Regions from separate parts of the Mus musculus genome. Here all the other regions are linked to region 2. Evidence: chromatin contacts called from public HiChIP or PLAC-seq and promoter capture Hi-C data. All regions are on one chromosome and are shown on one strand. The core of a region is the stretch at or near the end of the contact, and the rest is flanking DNA. Distances in the headings are between cores, read along the strand shown. Region 1 has its middle 20 kb from the start of Ccl5. Region 2 holds the start of Ccl6 (chemokine (C-C motif) ligand 6). Region 3 holds the start of Ccl3 (chemokine (C-C motif) ligand 3).

The links. Promoter capture Hi-C pulls out the DNA fragments that hold promoters and counts their contacts. HiChIP or PLAC-seq counts read pairs in DNA pulled down with a chosen protein or histone mark.
Region 1: an H3K27ac HiChIP or PLAC-seq map of the HPC-7 cell line shows a contact between it and region 2, with 3 times the contacts expected there. The contact joins the enhancer-like site here to the promoter of Ccl6 in region 2. A contact is called at or near these places in 7 of 39 promoter capture datasets (the 3T3-L1 cell line, the C10 cell line, liver and 2 more), 8 of 484 Hi-C or Micro-C datasets (bone marrow-derived macrophages, embryonic stem cells, liver and 1 more), 5 of 115 datasets of contacts at active chromatin or transcription factors (CD8 T cells, the HPC-7 cell line, double positive thymocytes and 2 more) and 3 of 9 other capture datasets (adipose tissue, liver and pancreatic islet).
Region 3: a promoter capture Hi-C map of macrophages shows a contact between it and region 2, with 7 read pairs. The contact joins the promoter of Ccl3 here to the promoter of Ccl6 in region 2. A contact is called at or near these places in 18 of 39 promoter capture datasets (the 3T3-L1 cell line, the C10 cell line, the HPC-7 cell line and 13 more), 12 of 484 Hi-C or Micro-C datasets (the 3T3-L1 cell line, the BV-2 cell line, LSK cells and 9 more), 3 of 115 datasets of contacts at active chromatin or transcription factors (the HPC-7 cell line, epiblast stem cells and microglia) and 5 of 9 other capture datasets (adipose tissue, bone marrow-derived macrophages, liver and 2 more).

The regions. Positions count from the first base shown.
Region 1 is chr11:83,549,458-83,552,196 of GRCm38.p6, reverse strand. No RefSeq gene overlaps it. Among named protein-coding and RNA genes, the nearest start is that of Ccl5, 20 kb to the right of the region's middle. Within about 2 kb of position 1,371, at least 95 of the 459 cell types and tissues checked have an H3K27ac peak or open chromatin away from gene starts, as enhancers often do. A contact at or near this core is called in CD8 T cells, the HPC-7 cell line, bone marrow-derived macrophages and 1 more, where this site is marked.
Region 2 is chr11:83,591,717-83,594,416 of GRCm38.p6, reverse strand. Ccl6 (chemokine (C-C motif) ligand 6) reads left to right here and starts at 1,330. Exons shown (of 4, transcript NM_009139.3): 1 at 1,330-1,551. The coding sequence starts at 1,476. All of the region lies in intron 1 of E230016K23Rik (RIKEN cDNA E230016K23 gene), which reads right to left.
Region 3 is chr11:83,647,879-83,650,719 of GRCm38.p6, reverse strand. Ccl3 (chemokine (C-C motif) ligand 3) reads left to right here and starts at 1,342. Exons shown (of 3, transcript NM_011337.2): 1 at 1,342-1,518; 2 at 2,040-2,151; 3 at 2,377-2,841. The coding sequence starts at 1,443. The coding sequence ends at 2,467. It also overlaps a transcript of Ccl4 not described here.

The DNA of each region.
Region 1 (2,739 bases), core at 122-2,621, 42 kb after region 2:
TCTCCCAATAAACGTGTGCGGAAGGATCCTGTTGCAGCGTCGTTCTTCCTGGCCAGTCAAGCGCGCGCAAGATCACAGCTGGACAACATGCAAACAGTGAAAGGATCGGAGTCAGCACAGGAACACCGAGACCAAGTCCTCAGCACAAAGGAGATTTATTTACCTCAGAGGGACAGAGGGCAGGGAATAAGAGACAAGGACATGAGATAGAGAATAAGGGAGAAGGGGAAAAGAACAAGGGAGAGGAGGGAAGGGGTATTTGCCCCAGAGGGCCAAATGACTGCCTCTGGCTAAAGAGGAGACAGAAGTAGCCCATAGGTAAATGACAGTTCATAAAGGGAAAAGGGGAAACCCTGAGTTAGGACGACTTGGCAGGTGTGGTGGCTTGAATATGTTTGGCCTAGGGAGTGGCAGTATTAGGTGGTGTGGCCTTGTTAGAGTGGGTGTGGTATTGTTGGAGAAAGTGTGCCACGGTGCGGGTAGGCTTGGAGACCCTCCTCCTAGCGACGTGGGAGCCAGTCTTCTGTTTGCCTTCAGAACAAGATGTAGAACTCTCAGCTCCTCCAGCACCATGCCTGCCTGGATGCTGCCATGCTTCATGTCATGATGATAATGGAAACTTAGAACCAGTAAGCCAGCCCTAATTCAATTAAACCCTAATTAAATGTTCTTTATAAGAGTTGCCCTGTCATGGTGTCTCTTTACAGCAGTAAAAACCTAACTAAGAGAGTAGGTTGTTGTTGGTTTTTTTTTTTGTGGGGGGGGGGGGGGGGTTTCGAGACAGGGTCTCTCTGTATAGCCCTGGCTGTCCTGGAACTCACTTTGTAGACCAGGCTGGCCTCGAACTCAGAAATTCGCCTGCCTCTGCCTCCTGAGTGCTGGGATTAAAGGCGTGCGCCACCACGTCCAGCTTTTCTCTGCTTTTCATTATGACTCTCTCTCTCTCTCTCTCTCTCTCTCTCTCTCTCTCTCTCTCTCTCTCTCTCTCTCTCTCTCTCTGTTTTGCTTTCAATACATCCCGACCACAGTTTCCCTTCTCTCCACTCCTTCCTCTCTCCCTAACTCCACCTCCCCTCTCCCCTAACTCCACTCCTCTTCTAGTTCTCTTTAGGAAAGAGCAGACCTCCTGGAATATCCTCTGAACATGGCCTAAAAGACACAGTAAGTCCAGGCATGACCCCTCATGTAAGGGCTGGGTGAGACAGCCCAATAGGAGGAAAGGGTCCCAAGAGTGAGAGATGAGAGTGTCAGAGACACCCCACTCCCATTGCTAGGGGTCCCACAACAACACCGAGCTAACAGCCACGTATCATATATGTAGAGGACCTAGTGCAGAAGAGCCACGCAAGCTCCACGATCGCTGCTTCAGTCTCTGTGAGCCTCCATGAGCTCTGCTTTGTTGAATGGCTTGCCTCTTTAGCCGGGTGTCTTGAGAGCTTGTTGGGGTAACCGGGATCCAGGCTTTGACCTTAAAAATCTCTAGTAATGTGACATCAATTAAAGCTGCCATTGAGGGTAGATATAATTCGTTAAAACCTTAGTAGAAACTATGTGGTATTTCTGGACAGTGGCCCAAAGGAAGGAACCTGGAGCAACAGTCACCACTGGAGAATAGAGGGGAACCACAGAAAAGAGAAGCCAACAGAGGGGAAATCCCAAATTCTTTGTACACACTTAGTCTAAGCTTCTGGCTTGAACCAAACAAACTTCAGTTAGACTGAAAGCATTTGGCAGCGAAAGAAATAGACCAAGATCTGAGCCGCTATCCACGACAGGGTGCAGTTTGAACCCGAGCTTGTGGTCTGGTGAGACAAAGACAGAAACTCATCAGAGCAGTGCGGTAGAATCTCCAGAGTCACCACCATACTCACAGAGTCACCCCCATACTCACTTGTCCAAGATAAGATCCAAAATGACTCAACAGGAAGTGAGACCCAACCTCAAGCAACAGAGATAAGGGCATCACCAGGGAGGAACTATAAAGCTGTAAGAAACAAAAGCCCAGCCAGTGAGATGGCCCAGGGGGTTGAAACGCTTGCCCCCAGGCCTAACAACCTGAGTTCCATCCCTAGAGCTCTCATGATGGAAGGAGAGAAATCAACTTTTGAAAATTATCCTCTGACTTCCACATGCTGTGCTATACAAATAAATAACTGTGAAAAACCACTCTTACTTCTGAAGCCTACCATAGACCTGCTTGAGTGATTTAAAAATATAGACTGGGCTTTAATGCATTGCTCATCCAGGAAAACAAATGCTGAGTAGCCTGCCCCACTGCCAATCACCCCCCCCCCCACGTCAGACTCCAGTATCAATGTTCTTCAGGTGGGTTACACACAGAAGTCACGAAACACAGCACAGGCAAGGATGGAAGCCAGAGAGCTATGTGCTGCCTTCGCACACATCTCCCACAAGGCACTGGTGTACAGCACAAGAGTGCGTATCACACAAACCTCAGTTCAAATCCCAGCCCCATCACTCAGGACATAAAGGCTAGCAACTGCAAACCCCCAGTGTACAAAAGGATTCATCTCACTTGACCCCAGGTCGCACCCTCTAAACCTGACCTGAGCTCTACTAATCGTGGCCAAAAGAGCTAGTGTGCTGAAGACCAGCAGGCCAGCCAAGGCCTACCTTTCTGTGGTGCTAACAGAGACACTGAGAGATGCAGTCTCGTCTGTGCATGTACTTAACTAGCCGATTGACCAAACCAAGAGTCATGGCTGAGTCTTGAATCAC
Region 2 (2,700 bases), core at 81-2,580:
GCAGTAGTAAGTTGGGCATGAACTGGGCACTGCTCCATGCTGCTACATGTGCCAGTCTGGGAAGTTCTTTCCAGAGCCCTAAGTACAGATGAAGCAGGGTGCTTGACTGTATAAAAAAAATTTCAGGACAGACAATATGAAGCAGCATGGGAGGGTTTAAAAATATTTATTTGCTATCATTAATTATGTATATGTGTGTGTGCATGTGTGTGGTGTGTGTGTGCATGTGTGGTGTGCATGTGTGGTGTGTGTGTGTGTGTGTGTGGTGGTGGTGGTTGTGCACCAGCACACATGTGCATGTGCAAGTGCCCACAGGGGCCAGAAACATCAGTCAGATCCTTCTGCAGCTGGAGTTCCTGGCAGTTGCAAGCTGCCCACTGTGGTTGCTGAAAATCAAACTGGGGTCCTCTGTAGCAGCAGATTGTGCTCTGAACAATTAAGCTGCCTCTCCAACCCTAGTGATGGAGTTTACTAGAAAGAGATTTTAAAAAACAAAACAAAACATAAACTTATATATGAGTGTGAATAGAGACACTTGGGAAATGGACATTACACACTCAGGTGTGGGCATGGACTTCCCAAGAGAGTCACAGCTAAGTTACAATTGAGGTACAACAGCCAACAGGTATAACTTTGGTAGCCTCTGAAGTTATAGCCCAAAGGGCTGCTAAGAACTTTCTCTTTTTTTGGTAGATGAGATCAGAGAGTGGTTCTTGAGGTTCGTTAAGGATGATTGCAGCTCATATGCTATCGCCCTTGGTCATGAGGATCCCACAAGGAAGTTGAGGTAGCTTTCACTATAACGAAATGTTTAGTCTTATTTGTAAGATTCTCAGAAAATTGCATGTTCACATCTGTGAAAGGAATTACGCCATACCTAAATATCAAATATTATTGAACATAGTCCATTGCTTTTTAATAAGTATATAAGCGGCATAATCCATTGTTATATTAATATTCTTTTTAAGATATCTCTGTACATAAGGAATGTTTTCTCTATAGGCAACTTTTCTTTGTTAATTATGCTGAAATTCTTGACTCTCAGCTTATAACATGTTCTGGATGGAGTTTGCAAAAACAGAAAATATTGCAAATGACCATGTCTTTTCATACCCTCTTTCAGGATAGCTCCTATCCTAATTCCACCACTTACTAGCTATGTAGTCCAACACACCAAGAAGACCTCTAAGGCTCCTTTCTCTCTAACATCCCCTCGTTGCCCCTGTTTTTCTAGCCCACCATGACCTTTGCCCTCGCTTCCTGTTGCATTCTTGGCCCTCCACTTCCTGTTGCATTTTCAATCTTGTTCCCTCTTTTAGAACTAGCCTGTTGTGTATTATGTAGCCAGGGACAGCATTCTGAACTCTACCCTGGCACTTCCTGAACCTCCTAGCTTATAAATACCAGGGCAGGCCAGAGAATCAGGGAGGAGTGAGCAAAAATTCTCAGACCAGCTGGGCCTGTCCTCCAGGAGGATGAGAAACTCCAAGACTGCCATTTCATTCTTTATCCTTGTGGCTGTCCTTGGGTCCCAGGCTGGCCTCATACAAGGTGAGTTCACTTGAGCCCTCTCAACCCAGGGGGCAAGTCTGTGAGACCTGCAGAACTGGAGGGGAGCTAGAGAAGGAGAGCACTGCCCTCCTGGAAATATTCCATCCTTGACATGGTGATGGAATTCCCTAAGAAGCAGCATCAAGTTATAGATCTGCCTCTGTAGCCTTTAGGCTCTGAAAGAAATGCAACACAGAGGCTGGCTCCCACTTGGGGAAATAATTATGCTTGACGAGTTTATTTAGCTGACACAGGACCAAGCATTAACTCATAAGAATAGGAGTAAAATTATAAGTGGGAGGGTAGCAGTCTTGCAGGAGGCATGATGGTTGAAGTGTCTGACACCACCTCTACAAAGCCATCATTTTGAAGAAGTGGGACAGGCAGGTAATCAATTCAACCCAAGACCATTTAACCACGCTGTTCTTTTATTTGACAAGTGCATTAGCTAGTGCTTCTTATGTGCTGGACAGACAGCTACTGTAGGGTAGATGTCATACTAAACAATGGGAAGTTGCATATTTTTTTTTGTACTGGAAAACAGTAAGCCATCAATGATTTTGTATATTTTCCCTCACTATCATGGTTGCTGTCATTTTATAAATAAGAAAACTATATCAGAAGTTTAAGATTAAGGCTAGTGAGTGGTGGGATTAGGGTAGGGACCAGCCTGGGATGGAGTATAGAAAGATATAGTCATTTGGGATCTTTTCTGGGTTTTGCAAGGTCTACCTAGACCCATGAAGTATGCTACAATGTATCTACATGCCTCCTTAGAGTACGCCATACTAATTACACCATTTCTGGGTGTCCTGGGACCCTAGACCCATGTGGATATCAAAATCCACAGATTTCATATCTATAACCCACACACATCTTCATCTGTGTGTTTAAAAAAAATCTCTAGATATTTTTAAGACTTAAAACCACTTAAATGTCAGTAAACAGTCACTATATTGTTATCCAGGGAATCATGGCAAAAAGTCTCTAGTGTTCCAGTTATATTTCAGGAAATGTTTTCTTGGTTGACTCTGTGGATGTGGAAGCTCCAAAGACGTAGACCAACTCTATAAAAGAAATCAGCTAAGAACAATGGAAGATGATTGCTGGATAAGTTGATAGCTTAATCCTTACTGCCAAAATCATTCA
Region 3 (2,841 bases), core at 93-2,592, 56 kb before region 2:
ACACACACACACACACACACACACACACACACACACACATGCACACATGCACACTCACAAGCACCTTCTTTCAAACATGATGCTACACACTTGTAATCCTAGCACTCCAGAGCCTGAGGCAGAAGGATCATAATTTTGACTACCTAGTGAGACCTTGTCTCAGAAGTTAAAAGCAATTAAAAGTAAAACACTGGATAACTGCTTACTTTTAAACTAGTGATATTGAAAATGCTTTAAACTAAGTGAGTACATGAGTATGTGAGAGGACAGGAAGATAATATCTCACCAAATAAAATTTAAAAATCTCAAAATATAAGAAAATTAACCACTCACAGGCCCATCTCACAAGTTTTAATAATTCTTTAAAGTTTTTATTTTTAGTGATTTTTTAAAAAAAAATTCCAGTATTATTTATTTATAATGCCTGGGTTTGGTGTGAAAAACTGTATATTTCCAGATATTTGTAGAATTCTTCACTTTGTAAAACTTGTACAATGTTTCTTGATATTTTTATCACCAATGTTATGAGTGTACTTATGTCATTTTAATTTTAAGAGCTTCATAAACAAGCAATCCAATGTATATACTATAATTTAATTTATAATTTTTTCATAGTGAAAGGTTTTGTTTCTTTAGTTTCAAGTTATAATGACAATGGACCAGCTGTCTCAATATTTAGAGATGGCTTTACATTTGGGTTGTTTCCCCAAAAATCTTTCCTAGAAAGGCTATTTCTAGCTTAATGGAAAAAATATTTTTAGGCTTCTCACATATTAACGCCCACACTTGAAGTATCTTTATGATCCACAACTAATGTTCAACCCAGTGGCCTAGTCACTTTGCGGCTGATGATTGGACAAATGTCTTAAATGTGACCGCGTCTTCCCCATTGCTCGAGCTGGAGATGCTTTTCCTCAGTCCCTCACTGTGGTGGTAGGAGGGGCTGTTGTGCCACCATCCACAGCTATTCTTCCATGTGGTTAGAGAAGCTGAGAAATAACGAGAGTTTCCGTTCCATGGCAAGGAATGGGTTTGGAGTGTTTATTCACAGAACGGTTCTCATGAGATGGGACCAGCTAAGAATAGCCCTGGGTTGACACTGTCCTACCTCCTCCTGCTCATAAGAGAAACTACTTCCCCACAAGAAGAAAGAATAGGTCACGAGTTGAGAGCTGAGACTTATATCTCAGAGATGCTATTCTTAGATATCCTGGGCCCCTGTGGTCACTGTGGACCCTGGGTTGTGTAATATCCATCATGACACCATTGCTGTGCTTAAAATTTTCCCTCCTCAGCCCCGGATTCCATTTCCTCATCTGCTAGGGCTACCTATAAGAGAAGGGGCATATGGCTTCAGACACCAGAAGGATACAAGCAGCAGCGAGTACCAGTCCCTTTTCTGTTCTGCTGACAAGCTCACCCTCTGTCACCTGCTCAACATCATGAAGGTCTCCACCACTGCCCTTGCTGTTCTTCTCTGTACCATGACACTCTGCAACCAAGTCTTCTCAGCGCCATGTGAGTCTACACTGCTACAGGAGGTGTCCCCAGTCTCTGGTCTAAGGCAGACCATAGCAGTCTTTTCTGTGGTTTCAGAGTCTACAAGAGAAAAGAAGCTGGTCTTTCTCTTTGAGATTTTTATTTTCCTCTCTATGGTGTGGAAGGGTCTAACCTTTTATAGGTACCCAGAACTTGAAATCACAGTAAGGATAGTGTTGTCATGTACTTACTAGCCAGCCCTGGGATTCTTAAGGAGCTCTGCCTCTGGGATGTCTTATGGTGATGCTCTGGTGTCTTCTTTGCTGACTTCTGGTATTAGAGAAAGCTGTGGGAAAGACACAGGGCAACACATAGAGAAAGAGAAAGCCCACAGTGAAAATATAGATAGAACAGAGACAGAAACAATGACATTTCTGGTCCCAAATGCCCAAATGCCTTCAGATCCTTAGCCTTCCAACTCCCACCCCAAGCACCTTCCTCGCCTCTTAAGTTGTTTTAGGTGTCCTACCCTGTTCAATGATGACTTTCTTCCCCTACAGATGGAGCTGACACCCCGACTGCCTGCTGCTTCTCCTACAGCCGGAAGATTCCACGCCAATTCATCGTTGACTATTTTGAAACCAGCAGCCTTTGCTCCCAGCCAGGTGTCATGTAAGTTCTGTTCTCGTGCTTTTCCTGATAAAGTGGGGTGAGGAACAGTGTAAGAGAGGGTTTTTCAGTCGTGGGGTGGGGGCGGGGGTGCAGTCACAAAAAGGGAAGCACAGGATCATCTAAAGGGTGCCAGTGAGAGGACGGGAGCGATGGAGAAACCACAGAGGAAGTCAGACTCTCCCATTGGATATTTAAGTTTTTTGACCCTTACCTCTCTCTGTGTAGTTTCCTGACTAAGAGAAACCGGCAGATCTGCGCTGACTCCAAAGAGACCTGGGTCCAAGAATACATCACTGACCTGGAACTGAATGCCTGAGAGTCTTGGAGGCAGCGAGGAACCCCCCAAACCTCCATGGGTCCCGTGTAGAGCAGGGGCTTGAGCCCCGGAACATTCCTGCCACCTGCATAGCTCCATCTCCTATAAGCTGTTTGCTGCCAAGTAGCCACATCGAGGGACTCTTCACTTGAAATTTTATTTAATTTAATCCTATTGGTTTAATACTATTTAATTTTGTAATTTATTTTATTGTCATACTTGTATTTGTGACTATTTATTCTGAAAGACTTCAGGACACGTTCCTCAACCCCCATCTCCCTCCCAGTTGGTCACACTGTTTGGTGACAGCTATTCTAGGTAGACATGATGACAAAGTCATGAACTGACAAATGTACAATAGATGCTTTGTTTAT